2 separate regions of the Oryctolagus cuniculus genome follow, and region 2 is linked to region 1. The links are chromatin contacts, called in public Hi-C maps. All regions are on one chromosome and are shown on one strand. Each heading gives the region's core, a stretch centred on a gene start, on an enhancer-like site or on the middle of the called end of the contact. The rest is flanking DNA. Distances are from core to core; before and after follow the strand shown.

The links. A called contact is a pair of places that touch in the nucleus more often than the background predicts.
Region 2: a Hi-C map of an unstated tissue shows a contact between it and region 1, with 15 times the contacts expected there. The contact joins the enhancer-like site here to the promoter of C10H3orf49 in region 1. A contact is called at or near these places in 2 of 6 Hi-C or Micro-C datasets (ear pinna and an unstated tissue).

Annotation. Positions count from the first base shown.
Region 1 is chr10:85,890,443-85,894,533 of mOryCun1.1, reverse strand. It overlaps C10H3orf49 (chromosome 10 C3orf49 homolog), which reads left to right and starts at 2,523. Exons shown (of 4, transcript XM_008260876.4): 1 at 2,523-2,796. The coding sequence starts at 2,660.
Region 2 is chr10:86,432,318-86,436,845 of mOryCun1.1, reverse strand. All of the region lies in intron 2 of SYNPR (synaptoporin), which reads left to right. Among named protein-coding and RNA genes, the nearest start is that of SYNPR, 77 kb to the left of the region's middle. Within about 2 kb of position 3,240, at least 1 of the 8 cell types and tissues checked has an H3K27ac peak or open chromatin away from gene starts, as enhancers often do.

The DNA.
Region 1 (4,091 bases), core at 1,274-3,773:
CTGTTGAAGAACAGTGCTCTTAGTATTTTTTACTTCGTTCATTCTTTTTTTCTTTTTCTTTCTCAGATAAAACAGGAGAGGGAGCAGGAAGTGGGGGGAGCATGGGTGGAAGAGTGGGTAAGGTGGGAAGAATTACTATGTCCTTAATGTTACATTTATGAGATACATACAAATTTTAAAAATTAAAATTAAAAGTTAAAAAACTAAGTTCATTTTGGTGCAAAAATTTTTGAAATCCATCATACTTTTTTCGTAATACATGTTTCAATGAACTCTTTGAAAACCCCTCATATACATGGATTCCAATTATTTTTGGCACCAAAATAAACTTTTGTTTTATTTTACACAAAATTTTTTTTAATTTATTTATCTAAAAGTCAGATTTAGAGAGAGAGAGAGGGAGAGACAGAGAGAAAGAGATCTTATATCTGCTGATTTGCTCCCTAGGTGGCTGCAACAGCCAGGGCTGGGCCAGGCCAAAACCAGCAGTCAGGAGCCAGAAACTTCTTCCAGATGTCCCACATGTGTGACAGGGGCCCAAGCATTCTCCACTGCTTTTCCCAGGCCATTAGCATCTAGATGAACTGGAAGTGGAGCAGCCAGGACAGGAACCCCATATGGGATGCCAGCATTGCAAGTGTAGTCTTTACCTGCTACACCAGAATGCTGGCCACTCCACAAACTTTTTGAAATACCCTTGTGTTGTCACAGAAGCCAAAGAAGTAAACATTAAGCCTGTTACATCCACTCCATACACACATACACACATGGGCATGTACAAACATAGGCACATTTTGCATGAATAGAACACATCTCTCTTATACCAATGTACAACAAATCCCATTTTTCCAGACATTTGACTGAATACAGCAGAATGAAGATAGCAAGACCATTAATTACATGAAAAGATTGGCCTGTAGTTCAAGAAAATGCACATACATTCATTCAAGCACCTGGGGATTCCATCAGGAAAGGAAAACAGACCAGGTAGAAACACGTGCCCATTTGCCAAGCAAGTGTGCTGTGCTTCTGTACTTCTCTCTCTCTCTCTCTCTCTCTCTTTTTTTTTTTTTTTTTTTTGGACAGGCAGATTGGACAGTGAGACAGAGAGATAGAGAGAAAGGTCTTCCTTTGCCATTGGTTCACCCTCCAATGGCCGCCAGGGCCCACGCACTGCGCTGATCCGAAGGCAGGAGCCAGGTACTTCTCCTGGTCTCCCATGGGGTGCAGGGCCCAAGCACTTGGGCCATCCTCCACTGCACTCCCTGGCCACAGCAGAGAGCTGGCCTGGAAGAGGGGCAACCGGGACAGAATCCGGTGCCCCGACTGGGACTAGAACCCGGTGTGCCGGTGCTGCAAAGTGGAGGATTAGCCTATTGAGCCGCAGCGCCGGCCTCATACTTCTCAAAATGTGGGACAGGGGGACAGGGGACCTTCTGCACCCCATCTCCCGTTGTACTCCCTAAAAGTAGATTCCTGGGCCACATTTCTAGATAAGACAAAACTTCCGACTCTCATCCTAAAACTATGAATTTGATGCTAAAATTATGGCTTCAGCCCAAGTAATAGTTTCTGCTTACAGACAGTTTGAGTAAATTGACTAAAGCCACTCAACTGGCTGGAATGAGAACGCAGGTGCAATTCTCAAACCCACCCTCTTCACCACTCATTCTAGAGCATTTTAAAGCTCTGTCTCCAAGTCTGCAAGAGATAAGAGCCTCACTCCAAAAACTGCGGGCTGTGGGCCAGCACTGTCAGCTTCCTCTGGGAGTTTGTTAGACTTGCAAAACGAAAATTCTTAGATCTCACCCCCGCTGTGCTATACTGAATCTGCCTTTTCTCAAGATTCTCGTCTAATTCATTGAACGTGCACAATCCTGAGTATAGACTAATGCAAACCCAGAAAGCACAGTGATTCTTATATCTCCCAACACCTTTCTGGAGTTTTCCTTGTTAACAGTTCAGTTCTTTCAAATTGAACAACTGAAGTGCCAAGGAGTGATGGAAATAAACCCTAGTGTCTGCTGCCACCTTGTGGGCAGAAGTTCCATCCTTGGCTGTATTTGCTCTTTACGTGAAATGGGAAACTGTTGATGGGGCCAGGTGAGGCAAATATTGACCTCTTTCAGCCACGTGCTTTGCAGAAAACTGCAAAATGGAATGAGATAGCCCTTAGGGTGCATCGTGAGATGTCCAAACCACAACCGATCTTGTCATGTATGTCCCACCTGCTCTAGTCAAGAGAGGTAATGGAAGCTCAATTTTTGCAGAGCAACAAACACTGGTATCCCTAGAGACTGTCCCTTTGCAATTCAGACACGCACATCTGCAGATGCAGGTCAAATTTCATGCAATGCATGAGATTTTTTTTAATTGCCAATCCTAAAGGCAGCAGAGACACAAGCAGTCACCATTTTTTCCTTTACCTCATCTAAGAATCTATGAACTTTTCCACAGAGCGCCGTGGAATTTCCCAAGGCTCTGCCAAATGCATCATTGGTCACCTCTGCGAAGTCGTAAACAGGACAAGCCCTACTTCCTACATTCTTCACCCAGAAAAAAGCCCAACACTTGGCAGAGCCCTCAGTCTTCAGGATGATTTTCTTTTGAAATTTGTGAGCTCAGGACTTGCAGAGATCCCAGATGCCTGTGATGTGTAATGTTGAGAGCAATGGACCACCATCAGCTGTATCTCCCTGAACCCCTGAAGGTTGCCTATAGAAAAGTCAGCCCGTATGGAAGGTTCCAGCAACCCAGAAAGAAAAACGGCTCACTCAAAAGGAAGGGGATTGAAAGGTAGGTAATGGAGACTCATTCTTTTCTGTTGATTAACAGTCATTAGATTTTTTTTTTTCATGAAGCAAAATTTACTGTGGTGCTGAGAAAATGCTGTGTCTTTTCTTAAAACATTGCATCTAGAAACAAAGACTCTGTACGGATTGGGGGCAGATACCGCATTGGATCAGGAATCTTATTGTCTCTATGGAAGCCTCATTTTGTGCTCAGAAAAGTCTTCAGTGTAACAGGGAGAACTTTTCTTTTCCACCTGAACTTGAATTTTAACATAGCATGCAAGAGGGAAGAAGTGTTGTTAGTAAGCTGACAGTTCAGCATCAGAATATTAGACATTCCACACCCCATACCAACACTGTTATTTAGAAAATTCACTCAAACTCTGTCCATGATCAATGATTTCTCAGCAATTTTGTCTGCTGAAATACATACTAATCACATTGACCCATGTGCATGCTCTTTCATATAACATTTTTTTAAGATTTTATTTATTTGAGAGATAGAGTTACAGACAGTGAGAGGGAGAGACAGAGAGAAAGGTCTTCCATCCATTGGTTCACTCCCCAAATGGCCGCAATGGCCAGAGCTGTGCCGATCCAAAGCCAGAAGCCAGGAGCTTCCTCCAGGTCTCCCACGTGGGTTCAGGGGCCCAAGGACTTGGGCCATCTTCTACTGCTTTCCCAGGTCACAGTAGAAAGTTGGATTGGAAGAAGAGCAGCCGGGACTAGAACCGGCGCCCATATGGGATGCCAGCGCCACAGGCAGAGGATTAACCTACTGTGCCACAGCGCCAGCCCCTCAAATAACATTTAAACAGTAAGACCTGGTATTTCTTGCCAGTGACAGAACCATAAATAAAAGCATAAAATACTCCAAACTTAATACACTTTAATTTGGAAAGTTAAGTGTGGTTATTTATTTTCCAATTTAGTTGGGCTTCTCACTTACCAGGTACATGAACTATAGCTCAGACAGAGAGATGTGAGTTGTTTTCATGAGACCTGGATCATCCAACAGTAAACTTCTGAACTTCTGTGGACAAAATGTTTCAGAGACTCAGACTTTCAGTAGAAAATAGAAGCTCAAGAGGGAAGGAGCACAGCCCAGTAAATTCAATATCAAAGAAAAAAATCATTTTAGGAAAGGGAGAGGTTTTGGACAGGCAGAGTGGACAGTGAGAGAGAGAAACAGAGACAAAGGTCTTCCTTTTCCGTTGGTTCACCCCTCAATGGCCACTGCAGCCGGCACACCACGCTGATCCGAAGCCAGGAGCCACTCCTGGTCTCCTATGCGGGTGC
Region 2 (4,528 bases), core at 1,991-4,490, 540 kb before region 1:
GAGCAGGTGCACAGTGACTCCCGTTGTTGAATTAACAATTGACACTCTTATTTTTGACATCAGTAATCCCCTGAGGCTCTTGTCATGAGTTGCCAAGGCTATGGAAGCCTCTTGAGTTCACCAACTCCAATCTTGTTTAGACAAGGCCAGAATCAAAGTGGAAGTTCTCTCCTCCCTTCAGAGAAAGGTACTGTTTGTGGCCACTTTATACTGGAACTGGTAAGAGGAACCAATATATCATGATTTAATGTCTTAGAGTCCTAATCTGAATTTTGGAAGAGGAATCAGAGGAAGAAAACCTTCACATTTGTAATTATGCTTAATATGTGGGCAAGATATCTTGCTTAATATGGGCAAAATGTGGGTTAACCCTCCTCCTCTGCACGCACAGCTGTGCACGCACACATTCCACAGCCACTGAATTCTAAGGGAAAACCAGGATTTTGCCTTAGCTAGACAGCATAAGTAGGAAAAGATGCCTCTGGGAAACCAGACAGCTGCCCTACTCCAACATGCCACACTCAATAAACCCACTACAAATCTTGAGCTGAGAGTTGTCATCAAGGAATAGGAGAGCTCTGTCTTCTTTATGGTTTTTGGCAAATGGGAACTCCAGAATATCATGGAAGGAGCATGGGAGGGGAAAGAAAAGCCACGTCCCCGGAGCTGCGTGTGTGTGCAAGCTGACACGAGGACAGAGATGCAGCACCATCACACCAGACACCCACACCAGGCCAGGCAACAGTGTGAGGTCACGCGCCTGCCTGCAGGGGTCAGACAGGCAAAGTGAAAGCAGGAGGCAGAGCAGCTGTTGGGAAGTTAGCAGTACCCTGAACAGCGTGACACCTGCCCTCGATGCAGACACCTAGGTCAGAAGCAGACAAGGGCCTGGGGTCTTGAACAACTTCAAGGGAAAATGCTGATAATGAAAACATGTGTTCAAGATTTCTAATTTTATTTTGCACCAAAATAAAGTGAATGTTTAATTCCACTTTTCTCTGAACTTGAAGTTCTTTGATCTGTGCATGAGAGAAGGACAGAGGGACTGTAGCAAACGGTGGCATCCTTGCTCTGGTGATTCAGTCTAAGCAGTAATGAATGGGTTAAGCAATGCCTGCTGCTTGAGTCTGCCCCACAGCCTGCAGTCCCTTTATGCTGACCTCTTGTGTGTGACCAAGGAGGACTTTGAACCCAGTGAAATTCCTTGTGGGTTGTAGCCTCGTTCTCTTGACTGTTTACTTCTTATCAGAGGCCATATTTCATTATTACATTTTTTCCTGCTTAATTCTTTTTGTTTCTTAGACTGACCTAAAGTAGTTGTTCATAACCTTCATTGCTTGTACTGGAAGATATATACTCAGGGTCTCAAAGGCCAGATTCTGAGTGATCTGCCTAATTGATTGTGTGAATTAAACCCAAGAACTGATAAACACCATGAATACGGCTCTTTTCTTTGTTGTAGGTCTTGCTGTTTTCATCTGCTTACTTCATCTGGTTTCAGGGGTAATGGAATACTTGACACTCCATGCCTAATGGGTTTGACAGTTTGAGTTCAAGTTGCAATACTGCATACATCCAGTAGAGGGCATGTGTGCTTTTCAAATCGAGTGTGAACCAGCTGTGGGGGGGGAATCATTGAAGCTTGCTATGCTTTATTCCCTAATGTTTCTGAGAAGCATGAATTCCTGTTTTTTTGTTGTTTGAAGGAAACTGAAGTCAAGATTTCCTTAGATGAGGAAATACAAAGTTAAAACAGGAGTTCATTTTTCTTAAGCACCCAGTAGAGATCAAAGCGTGGACAGTGCAAATAATAATGCTGAAAATATTATGAGATGAGAAATTCCTAAAGGTGAATGTGACATTTGATTCTACTAACTGCAGACTATTTTAAGCTCAATAGTACACATAGGATAATATTCCATCAGTATTTAATATTCATAGATTCTTTTTATTCAGTAATATTTGCTAATATACTGCTATGGCAGACCGGTGTTGTGGTGCAGTGGGTTAAATTGCTGCTTGCAAGGCTATCATTCCATATCACAGTGCCAGTTTGGGTGCTAGATCCTCAATTTATGATGCAGCTCCCTAATAATGTACCTGGGAAAGCAGTAGGGGTGGCTCAAATATAGGAAGACCTTGGAGGGACTTCCAGGATAAGAAACATCAAGTGAAAAGGTCCTGAGGGTAGAAACCGAAAGCATTCAGGAAAAGATGGAGTACAGTGAGTGTTGATGGGAGAGTAACCTACAAAGTGGCCAAAGAAATGAGCAGATGCTAATCACCAAGGCTTGCAGGCTTTGGAGCTACTGTTTTGTCCCATACAGTTGTAGGGTTGCAGTGTTGGAAGGAACTTCCTCCAGTTGTTCTCAAAGCACATGAAGAAGGAGCTTGCCAGAAAATCTATAAGGAGGTCAAGGGTGAAGTCCTTGGATCCACATCTTGTAGCTCAGGTGGTTTCCATGCAAATAGAACGTTGGGCTATATTTTGAGAATATAATGGTTTATCTTTTAGGACTCCATTGATGCACCCAAGAGAATTCAGGTCCACCTAACTGAAGGATATAGAGAATTTATTGCACAGCAGCTGGAGAACAGAGCAAAGAACCATTGATCAACAAGGCACAGAGATGCTCTAGGCATCTAGATTTGACAAAGGAGTACCTTTCCCTCCCCCTTTTTCAGATTTAATTTTTAATTGGAAAATAAAAATGATCTGTCTGTATAATGGAGAATCTCTTCAGGCCACTGCAACCTAAAAATCTACTCCAGCCTTGGTTCTCTGCTTCTCAGGGCAGAATGTTCACTCCTTCACTAGGACCTGATTACTTTTCCTCTACTAAGCGCCAGGCAGCGTACTGGTCCCTGGGGCACAGTGATCAACATGAGAGGTCTGCGTCACTGGCCCTCTGTAAGTATCTTCCGTCCTCTGCATTCGTTCATTCGTTTACTGAGAAAGCATCTTAAGCATTTGTTGTATGTAAGAGGATGTGGATGAAATGGAAATGGATACACAGCCATCCTCGGGAAATGTATGCGCTGTTAAAAGCACAGAAGGAGCTGGTATGGGAATTCAGAGGAGGATGAGTTTGGCATTGACCCAGAGAGGGCTGAAGTGTCTCCCCAGGGAGGAGCTGGATCACCCTTAGTCATCCTCTTCTTCCGAGACGGACACCTGGTGAGGCTGCCTGAGCTGCTGCCTCAGTTAGAACCCCCACCTTTGACTTTGTGGCTCCTGTTTTCAGCAGCATATCCTGCTGCTACTTGACATTCATGATAGATTACCCTAGGCTTGGCCCACGCAGTCCTGAAATGGAGATTTGGGCATTAGCCAGGAGTTGGATCATGATGCGAACAGATCAGTTGGGTGAATCACGTCCTTAGCAGTGACGCCCCTGGCCTGACTCACTGATGACTCCAATCCCCCTCATTTTAGCCCTGCTTCATAAAACTTAAGTTTCACACCACATCCAACTGGGCGAATGAGACACATCGCTAAAAGCAACAGTGTGGTAATATCACAGGAGTCCATGCACAGGCTTTTTCTTAGGAAGAGACCGAATACCTGTGACAACTTTAATGTCCAAAAATAGAAGACTGTGCATTCCTTGTTTTAAATTTCTTTGCTCTTCATGCTTTGTGTTACTTTAGTAAAATCAGTGGATGCTTTAAATGTGAATTTACAGCTTTCTTATGTGGCTCTGTGTCTGAAATGTAAAAATGCAGATGCTCAAGTCAAGCTGTCTGGGTACAAATCTCAAGTCTGACACTTGGCTGTAAGAAAAGGCGGCAGAACCTCTCAGTGTCTAAGTTTCCTCATCTGTAAAATGAATATTAATGAGGATAATGGTCTCCTCAGATGCATCAGCTGGTAGTTGCTACAACAATGCTGTACAAGATAAACTAAAAGCCCAAGGACTGAAGCCATGACTGTTTGCTACTGTGTACCAATAAGGGGCAGCTAGATTTCAATGGTCAAGCTGAGCTGAGCTGTGTCTGCTCCATTCTGCAAATTTCTGTTGCTTTACATGTCTCTCATCGTCATCTCATAGTAGCCAGTATGCTCTTCTCATGGTAACAGAAAAGGCACCAACAGGTAGAGGCACACAAGGCTTCCTAAGATACAGGCTCAAAAGTAGCACACCATTTTTTCCTGCCTTGTGCTGTTCACTGAAGCAAGTGACATGGTCAAACCCAAAGTCAAAGGGAGAGAAATACACTCTTCCCTTTTACAAAGAGGAGCTGTAACACTACGTGATAAAAGAAACAGATAAAGGGAGGAGTACGGAATTTAGACAAACAATGATGCAACAGAGAAGGGTATCATGAGAATGAAATGTGCTAATATGTGGGTGGGTATTTGGTCTAGCAGTTGATTCCCGTTACTATGCCCACATCCCATATTGAAGCGCTAAGGTTCAAGTCCAGCCTTCTCTACTTCTGGTCCAGCTTCTTGATAATGTGTGTTGTGGGAGGCAGCAGGTATTGACTGAATTACTTGGGTCCCTGCCACTCATGTGGGAGACTG